2 separate regions of the Rattus norvegicus genome follow, and region 1 is linked to region 2. The links are chromatin contacts, called in public Hi-C maps. All regions are on one chromosome and are shown on one strand. Each heading gives the region's core, a stretch centred on a gene start, on an enhancer-like site or on the middle of the called end of the contact. The rest is flanking DNA. Distances are from core to core; before and after follow the strand shown.

Region 1 (4,785 bases), core at 307-2,806, 140 kb before region 2:
ACAGACTCAGTTTGCCCTGGAAACAGTGTTCGACGGGTATACTTGATTGTCAACGTGATACATCTAATACGCATCTCTCAGGCAGAAAAACACGCCTGTGGTCTAGATTGTTTTCTGGAATGGAGAAAAGACGTTTCTTTTAACCCTGATCTTGACATAGTGAGGCATACCTTCAGTCGGATCTAATCCAGATCTAATATGGGCTACTCCTTCTGCTGGAAGCCTATTTAAGGTATGGAAGAAAGAAGCCTTTACTCTCGGCCTGCTCTCTCCTGCCTTGCTTGCAAGCCCATTCCTACACTGGCTTTAGAGCCTACTTCTTTGGGAGTCTAGCGTCAGTTGAACACCAGCCGAGACATCCAGTCTTGTGTACTGAGCAACTACTGGATTCTTGGACTTTCTGTACATAGCCGGTCATTTGCTAAAGAACCCCACGGTGGTTTGAATATGCTTGGCGTGGCCCAGGGAGTGCCAAGATTAGGAGATGTGGCCTTGTTGGAGGAAGTGCGTCACTGTGGGGGAGGGCTTTGAGGCTCCCCGTGCTCAAGCTCTGCTCAATAAGGAAGGGAGTTCCTTCCTGGCTCCCTGTAGAAGAGTCTCCTCCTGGATGCCTTCAGATTAAGGTGTAGAACTCTCTTACAGTGCCATATCTGCCTGGACTCTGCCGAGCTTCCCATTATGACGTTAATGGACTGAACCTCTAAAAGCTGTAAGCCAGCCCCAGCTAAATGTTTTCCTTTATAAGAGTTGCCTTGGTCACGGTGTTTCTTTACAGCGATAAAACTCTAACACACAGCAAGAGCAGATGTTTATTGGCCTGAGAAATTGAAACCTCCAAACCTGAACGTTATCACAAAGGGTCTGAAAATCAGTTTTCAAAGTAGAGAGCAGGACAGGGAGGCCGTGACTTCAACAGGCCTAGAGACTGGGTTTCTGGAAAAACTTGTCTTCTGTTTGTTATTGTTCTTTTGTTTTGTTTTCGAAAGTGCAGGGTGAAAGACAAGTCAGGTTGCCTATTTTCGTGAGTGTTATCGTTGGAATGTTTCCTAAAGTCTTGGGCAAACTGGCGGTATGGTGGTGGGATTTGGGAAGATGGGGGCTGGCAGAGGGGTTTCCTTTAATAAGGCCCTTCCTCCTAATCCTGCTCAAAGCAGCTCTTTGAGTTGTCTCCATGACCACTGAGTCTGGAATTCTCTTGCTCTGACTCCATTCTTAGGAGGGAGAATTAGGAATTGCCCACTGCGCATTGTTACAAGCAAGTGGACAAACGCGCCGCTTACATGCAGGCTTCCACCCAGACAGGGATAGAACGCTAGAACGCTAGGGCTTCAGTGAGTGATCTGCTTGCTAATTTGCCCAACAAAACTAGTATCTCCTGTCATTAGCGCTCCAGGACGCGAGCCAAGGGCTCGCTGGCCTATCGGGATAAAGGTTAGGCTCGCTGGCCTATCAGGGTAAAGGTTATTACTTTAGTGCCCGAAGTGTCCAATGAGGAGTATGCTTCTTACGTGAGGGAATTTATCTGACCTAGGTCTGTTTCCTTAACCCCCAAATTAGGCATGTTTGTTACTTGGAAGTACATCCTGGATCCCAGGTCTAGATATCAAAGTCGCCTTCTGTGACAGCAGGAGCGGCAGGAAGACACCAGGACACTCCGTGGCTGGAAATGGTACGTTCGGCCTGTGTCTTAGATGTGGGGAGGATGCTGCTGCTGCTGCTGCAGACGGAGACCGCAGTGGGTACCGACCTTCCGAGATAGCGGAGTCTACAGCAGAGTCTCATCTGGCTCCGCTGAGAGCCGTGGTCTCCCCCTACCTGAGCGCTCAGTGCTGCGGCGTCTAGGGTCAGCGGGGCTTCTCAACCAGGGTCTCTGCAGTCTGAGCGGTTCGGGTAAGAGGGTCCTGGGGAGCCAACCCTGGGAGTTGGATTGGAGCTCTTGTGCCGGGGATGGAGGTGGGGCTGCATGGATAGTGATGGTTAGAACACTGGTCCTTTTACTGCCTCGTCCTCCCCCGAAAATCCCGACATACCCCATGCAGTGTCTCGGAGCAGCTACTCAGAGCACATTGTGATTCTGAGTGTTGGGGTAAGGGGGTGTGTGGAGAGCGGGATAGAGACATATTGGAGCATCGAGTGGCCCCATCCTTTCTGGAATAAAAGTCAAGTGCCCATAGAGCAGTGGTTCACAACCCTCCTAATGCTGCAGTCGTTTACAGTTCATGTAGTGATCCCATCCATAAAATTACCTTCGTTGCTAATTTATAAGTGTAATTCTGCTACCGTTGTGAATCGTAATGTAAATATTTGATATGCAAGATATCTAATAGACAATCCTTGTGTTGTCCGCCCCAAAGGGGTTGCGACCCATAGGTTGAGAAACACTGTCTTTGCAGGTCTGGGAGAGATGTAAAAATATACAAAGGTGGCCACCCGGAAGTTACAGCTATTTTTATTATTATTATTATTATTATTATTATTATTATTATTATTATTATTATTTGGAACTGGGAACTGGGTGGTTTTTTACATCCAGGTGTATTATACCTGCAGGAATAGAGGAATGGTCAGGCTGCACAGAGCAGTTCTTTATGGCTAGGGGACTATTACCCTCCCTGCACAGCCTGACTCAATTCCTAGTGGCCCGAGGCTTTTAACCCACAAAGAGCAGCTGCAGTTAAGGTGGGTAAAACCAAGCCTCTGTGGACTCTTATGGTGGACTTGCCGGTGGCTTAGAGTCATAGCTTCAGTGTTTTCTGTTTGTTTGTTTGTTTCTGTGATGGAAGTGGAAGGCTTTTCAAGACTGAGTTTCCTGGACTGAGTTGTGGCCCAGGCTGCTCTCAGACTCAGAAATCTGCCTGCCTCTCCGTGGGGTGCTGGGATTAAAGGTATGCGCAAGAGCACCCAGCTTTAGGGCTGTAGTCTTTATCAGTTCCTTTTCCATTGTCTTTCACACTGCCCTGCTTAGGTTAATTGTTATTCCTGTCCACACCCTAAACCTTTTTGAGCAATTAACGCCCCTCATCCCTCCAGAACTGAAGGCTGTTTCTCCCTTCAGGGCTTCACCATGGCCGCCTGAGTCTTGATGCTGTAATTCACCCAATGAAGCTTTTCTCAGCTCCCTTTCTGCCAAAACCTGTAACATCAATCTTATAGTGACCCCAAGAGACTTGAGCCTGTTATGTCAGCAACAGACAGACATATTTGTGTTATTGAAATTGGCATTCCCAACCTGTGCCCAGTCAGGGCCAGCCCGCTGTTCTCAGTAACCCAATAAAAATAGCCAAGTAATTAGTGGTGAGCAGAAAAGATCTCTTCTGCCTCTGCCCATTGGAAAGAGGAAGAAAGATCCAGGGAGGCTTCTAAGTGTCTTCAAAGTCCTGAAGTGAGATCAAAGTGAAGCAGAGGCCAGGGATGTACAGATGCAAACAGTCCAGGTCAAGGTGTGGTCCCGCCCTGCACTGCACTGCCCTGCCCTCCACCTTTGGTGGGCTCCAGGCTCATCCTGTTAGGGGATCTGTTAGAAGGGTATGAAGTCCCTTTCTGAGAGACAAGTTCCCCACTCTGATTGGTACCTGGTCCTTCTTTCAGCCTGAGATTCCTGAGGAAATTCCCATTTCTTTGGGGTCCATTGTCTTAGAGTCTCTTTAGAATATCCTCAATTCTGCCAGGCAGGCTACAATGGCAGAATTTATTGAATACTCAAATTCACGAGCATTGTTGTTTTATTGGTGGTAATTTGCTATTTAAGCCTGACTTTCCTTTCTACCTGGCCAAGGTCTTTTTAGTCCAGTCGTTTAACTTGTGTTTTGAGACTAGTCTTACTGTGTAGCCCTGCCTCATCTGGAACTCACTTATAGACCACACAGACTTGAAACTCAGAGACCTGCCTGTCTGGCCTCCACAGTGCTGAGGCTAAAAGGTACTTGCCACCGTGCTTGGCCATTTGTTGCAAATTTTGCTGTTAGTTTTAAGACAGTTTCTCACTATTTGGCACTGGTCGGCTGCTACTCCCTCTATAGGCAGAGCAGGCTGGCACTGGACTCACAGATCTGCCTGACTCTGCCTCCCAAGTGCAGGGATGAAGATCTGCTCTACCACACCCAGCCCTTTATCCCAGCGTGAATCACTAACAGCAGCAGCAGATCACATGGGAACACTTCACACAACCAGAGATGGCACAGGTTACAAATGGCTGGGAAATGGTTAAAGAGGCTGCAGAATAGAGGCTGTCCTGGGGGCATAGGCAGAGAGCTGAGGCAGGTGAGGGGGGAGACTGCAGGGGACCAGATCAGTCTTACCAGTGCAGGTGCAGGGATGCCAAATGCCCCTTGGGAGGGCAGACTGTTGGATGGTGACTTAGAAGTGGACTGAATGTTTTGCCATGAGGAAACTCCTGGAGCAAGGCTGTGGAGGAAGACATTGTGATCCAGGAGTAGACAAGTTTGCTGGCTTTTGACAGCTGACCCCGCCATGGCTCATGAACCTGCTACAGTTTGGTCTTTTAGTCTCAGGTAAGAGGGTTCCATCTGTTGTGGTCCCAAAGCTCCTGTGTCTGGCGTTTCTGGCATGATCTGGTATATTTTCAGGTGTTGTTACTTATTGATACAGTTACTGTCTCTTGGTGTGCTGGCAGATGGTGGTTGGCTGTTTATGTGAACAACTGGACGTGTGTAAACAGTCCCCCTTTCCTGGTACTGATCCTCTGTGTGTAGCAAATCAGGTCAAGACGGTTGTTGTACAAGGTGACACTCTTCTAGGCTAGCTCTGTCCCAGAGTCACAGAAGT
Region 2 (5,164 bases), core at 780-3,279:
TATCCCCATTCACCAGTTGTGGGTGGCAATGGATTTGTTGATTCTGGCTACATGCTCTTCCATAGGACCTTAGTTTGGTTCCTGGCACCCAAGTCAGGCAGCTCACAAGCACCTGTAACTCCAGCTTTGGAAAAATCTGACACCCCTGCTGGCCTTCTTGGACATCTAGATCTTAATACATTCACACACACACACACACACACACACACACACACACACACACACACACGGGCACTTAAAAATAAGACAGTAACTAACAGTTTAGCTTATGACTAACCAGTGATAAATAGAAATAAACGGTATAGCATTTTCTATGTAAAGCTGTGTATGGGTAGATGAGCATAAATAGTGTCTACACAGGCTCACATTTTCACACTGTTGTACGACAACAAATCGGCTCATAAGATGAATAAGTGCTCACATAAATTAAGCCAGTTGAATTAGTCCAAATATTTCCTAATCCATAAGTAACTCAAAAGTTGAAAACTCAACATCCTGACTCTGGCAATCATGACAGATTGGCCAGCCATCCCTAACTGCCAATTAGAGACACAGTAACGAGGGCACGAGAGCGGCAGTTCTATAACTCAATCTAGGCCTACTAATTTGTCAGAAACTATTAAATGTAATTTTTATAAATGTGAAGGAGAGAGAGCTGGATGGGAGTCTAAAGCCTTGGAGGATGCAGAGCTGACTCCATGGTTTAGAGTGTTTATTATTATTATTTTTATTTTTTGAAAAGTATCCAAATTCTGTTCCAGGACCCATGTTCGGCAGCTTATAACTCCATCTCCGCGGATGCAGTGCCCTCTTCTGGCCCCCACGGGCACTTGTACACGTGTGACAAACATATTTTTTAAAAGATTTATTTTATTTAAATGAGCACACTGTAGCTATCTCCAGATACACTAGAAGAAGACATCAGATCCCATTTCAGATGGTTGTGAGCCACGATGTGGTTGCTGGGAATTGAACTCAGGACCTCTGGAAGAGCAGTCGGTGCTCTCAACCGCTGAGCCATCTCTCCAGCCCACAAACATATTTTAATAAATAAGTAAACAAATTCTTAAACAAAATCTATAGACGCAATCTAGTCAGCTTGTTGGCTGCAGCCTCAAGTATTTCAGCTTTCCTATCTACACCCGTCTTTCTAAAAGATCACTCAAAATACCTCTGTCTGCCAGTTCCCTGAGATTGTTTAAAGCCTGCACATTCTTCCCCTGGCTCACTGCAGGAATCTCTTATCTGCTCGTTGCTTCTTCCCGGGCCTCTTAAAACGCTTTCAGCACCTAGAGTAGTAGCCTTCGATTCTAGTTTCTCTTCAAGGTTTCCTTTCTTATTCCTGCCATTTCTCTGTGACCTTAGTTCTTCTTCCCTAGTCAGGCTGATGCTCGGGATATCAGGAATGTCTGCCCTGGAAGACATCTATGAAGTATTCCAGGTTCAGTGTTCTGGAGCTCCACTAGGAACTGAGCAAACTTACACTTCCCGAAGAATCTGTCCCTCCATTCCTAAAATGTTTTGCTCTAGAAATGACTATGTGAGGTCAATAGTGGTGGGGTGGGTTCAAGACAGACTTTCGAAAGAGTAAACAGAATGGGTAAATCCCCAGTCACAGAGACCTCGGTGACAACCATAGATCGCAAAATGAGAGGTTACATTAGCAGCTCAGTCAAATAGGCATAATTCACATCAGACACTCTTTCAATGCCATTTCTCACGCATGCGAATAGAATTTAGCTGACATCTTTGCCTTGTTAAAGAATAGACTTCTACCTACTTTCAATTCCATGTAAAATGCAGCGTGCTCATCCCTTCCGCACGTAACGCCAGAGTTTAGGAACCTCAGAGCCAGCTGAGACCCCAAGTTAGAAGGTTTGTGTTCGGATTAGCGATTTGGCGCCACAGTACACTCTAGAGGACGGTTTTTCTGTCATTTAAGCATTAGGCGGAGTGCACGTGACTCGCTGGCCAATAAGAAAAGTTACTTGGCCGCATAAACCGTCCAATGAGGTCTTCAGATGTTGGGAGAGGGCGGGTGCAGAAGCCGAGGACACCACTTCCCGTCCAGCCATTTTAGGCGTTTGTGTCTTCTGTGGAGAGAGACCCGTAGGTTGTTTCCCCAGTGTCTGTGTTCCATCCACTGACTGCGAGAGCCGCCGGAGAACAGTAGGACACCCGGTAACTGGAAATGGTGCGTGCGGCCGGGCGTCCCGGGTGTTGGGAGGAGGCTGCTGGAAGCGGAGGCGACAGTGGGGACGCGGCCTTCCAGGGCAGCTGAGTCTGCGTCTCATCTTGCTCCGCTGGGCCGCACAGCCCGGGTTCCTCTGGGTGGAGCTGGGCCAGCAAGCAGAGCCGCTGTCCGGTCCCTCGCTGATAGCTCAGTACTGCGGCCATGGCCTCCCTAGGCATCCGGGCGCCCGCAGCGTCGCGGCTCCGCAGCCTGGGCGGTGGCAGCAGCGTCGCGGTGAGACTCGGGACCCTGGGATTGTGTGTGTGTGTGTGTGTGTGTGTGTGTGTGTGTGTGTGTGTGTGTGTGTGTGTTGGGGATGGGGGCAGGGAAGCCGTAGGGTGTGGTGACCTTGTGTCCTGAGCGTGTTGTCATAAACAGGGGGACAAGTTGGTGTTTCCAATGCCAGAATTTATCGAATAATTAATAATTCACAAGTCATGTGTATTTCGTTAATATTTAGTCAAGTGTTCCAGATTTTGCTAACCAGCCATTGGCAGTCACGGGTTTTTACATAACAATCTAATTACTAACATTAACTGGCAGGTCACATATGAACATTTCACACAAGAACATACAAATGTGCAGGTCGTAGAATGACTAAGAGCTAAAGTGGTTGAGATTAGAGTCTGTTCTGAGTAGGAGGCAAAGAAGAATCTCAAGGGAACCAAAAATGATGTCCTAGCAGTGTAGGCACAGAAATGTCAAGTATACGTGCACCGAGCGTGCAGTAAATTTGAAGTTGGCTGAATGACCTGGGCAGGAGAAACCGCACTGGAGCTGGTGTCCAAGGACTGACTCGGTTCTTCCCTGTGGGTGTCTGACAGGTGCCTGCCAACTTTAGTCTTGGGATGCTCTTTCATTGTGCCAGGTGAGGGGGTTATATGCTGTATGATTTCTGTGGTGTTTCTAATACTATTTGGTATATTTTCAGTTTTTTTTTTTTTTTTTTGGTTCTTTTTTTCGGAGCTGGGGACCGAACCCAGGGCCTTGCGCTTCCTAGGTAAGCGCTCTACCACTGGGCTAAGTCCCCAGCCCCATATTTTCAGTTTTGATATGGTCAGTTTGTCCATTCTAGGATTCTGGCCGATAGTGGTTGTGTGTGTGTGTGTGTGTGTGTGTGTGTGTGTGTGTGTGTAAACAAGTTGTACTGCCCTTCTATGGGGGTGGTGTCTTAAATTTGGAGTAACTCTGGTAGAGGTTGTTACTTAATAAAATGGAGTCATTCTAGGCTTGGCACTGTTAGAAAACAGATATTCCCTACGGTATAGAATATCACTGAGCAGTCTGCTCTGGCTTCTTCTCTCTGTCCCCCACCCCCCTTCCACCTCCTTCACCCCTTCCTCCTCCTCCTTCTCCTCCCCCTCCTCTTCTTCATCCTCCCCCTTCTTCTTCCTCCTCTTCTTCCTCCATGGCACCTGCTTTTCCTATGAATCTCACAGATTCAAGGGAAGCTATGTTTAAATTCCATGTCCTGAGCCTGTAAGTCAGTGAATCTTAGCACAAAGGTCCGGATTTCTCCCTTCTTCTGATCTTCCCAAACTCATTGGAAAGGCGTATCCATATACATGGGTAGGGCTGGAGTTGACCTCTGCCATAATCGTTACTGCCCTGAGATGTCTCTAGACATTGAATTTTATTTTTAAATTTTATTTATGTTTTATTAGTGTGTGTATGTGTGTGTGCGTGCATTTTTTGCATGCCACAGCTTGCATGCTAGAGATCAGAGAATTTTGTGAGCTATAGTCTTTATATGGGTTCCCAGGATTGAACTCATGACACTAGGCTTCTACAGCCAGACGTCTTTACCTGCATCATTATTTCCATTCTCTACACATTATTTCAAAAGGCAGAGCCCTGATAGAGATAAGCCTTACTATATGAGCGCACTATTGTGCTAGGAGAAGACCCTGACTAAGTATTAGGTTATAAAGTTCCCAGTGGTTTCCCTGAACAGGGCCTTCCTAACTCTTAGGGAGGACAGGAGTAAACAAGTGTATACAGAAATTGACAGAAGGCCCTAGAGCCTGGGGTGGTTATATAAGGCGGTACACTCAGTCCTTATTAGAGCTCTCAGTTTTTTCCTCATACAAGCTGGCTGCTTCGTCTAGGCCGTTTACCAGCTTCTGGCACCCACCTGGCATATACGCATTAGTCACTTGGGGCCAGGGTGGAAGGCTGCCGCCAATGATTGCCAATGGGCCTGGGCTCAGGCCCACCCACCCACTCATCTTGTCAGTGTGAGTGGCTGCGGAAAGAATATAATGTTAGAATCCAGCTACTGCCGAAGAAGTAACATCTCTAGTACCTTTGCCCTCACAGATACTGACGTCCACCTTCCTAAGACAATGTGTGACTTGCCAGCTAACAGACTTCAGGTGCCAGGATTTCCCACCTAGAGAAATGAGTTTACATTGGAGTGGGGTTCTGGTGGCCACACCACCTCCTCCCTCCCCACTCCCTTCATTCCCCTGCCTTCTACCTGGTAACCTGAGAGCCAGCAACCCAGCCTGGCTCCTGCTTTGCAACTAATTCCATCCCGAGGAAGCTGTAAGAGCACCTCCTCCAGGCAGATCCACATTCCTCCCTTTAGAGCCACACTGCTGCCTGCCGGCTGGCCCGCTCTGCAGAATCTCATGGAAACTTTCCCAGTGAGAACCTTCTGGCGGTCTTACAGAATAGGAACCGACATAAAGATCAGCTGGGAAACAGACCAAGACTGTTTCTGTGTGCTTCTTGGGTTTTGTCTTACTTTAATCCTTTCTTGTTTCTGTTATTACTGTGTTTTTTTTTTGTTTTGTTTTTCGTTTGTTTTTGTTTTTTTAAGTAGAAGTGTGTGCCAGATCCCCAAAGTCAGATGGCATGATCAGATCCTTCCACTTGTTCTCTGACACAGCTAGATTGATTTATAGAACTGCCGCTCTCGTGCCCTCG

The links. A called contact is a pair of places that touch in the nucleus more often than the background predicts.
Region 1: a Hi-C map of prefrontal cortex shows a contact between it and region 2, with 2.0 times the contacts expected there. The contact joins the promoter of Zfp870 here to the promoter of LOC102546572 in region 2. A contact is called at or near these places in 5 of 12 Hi-C or Micro-C datasets (the Rat2 cell line, Schwann cells, frontal cortex and 2 more).

The regions. Positions count from the first base shown.
Region 1 is chr7:12,651,091-12,655,875 of GRCr8, reverse strand. Zfp870 (zinc finger protein 870) reads left to right here and starts at 1,556. Exons shown (of 4, transcript NM_001163062.1): 1 at 1,556-1,669. The coding sequence starts at 1,667. The region is part of intron 1 of Ftl1l5 (ferritin light chain 1 like 5); the gene reads right to left.
Region 2 is chr7:12,516,124-12,521,287 of GRCr8, reverse strand. It overlaps LOC102546572 (zinc finger protein 709-like), which reads left to right and starts at 2,029. Exons shown (of 4, transcript XM_006241098.5): 1 at 2,029-2,194. The coding sequence starts at 2,192. All of the region lies in intron 1 of Ftl1l5 (ferritin light chain 1 like 5), which reads right to left.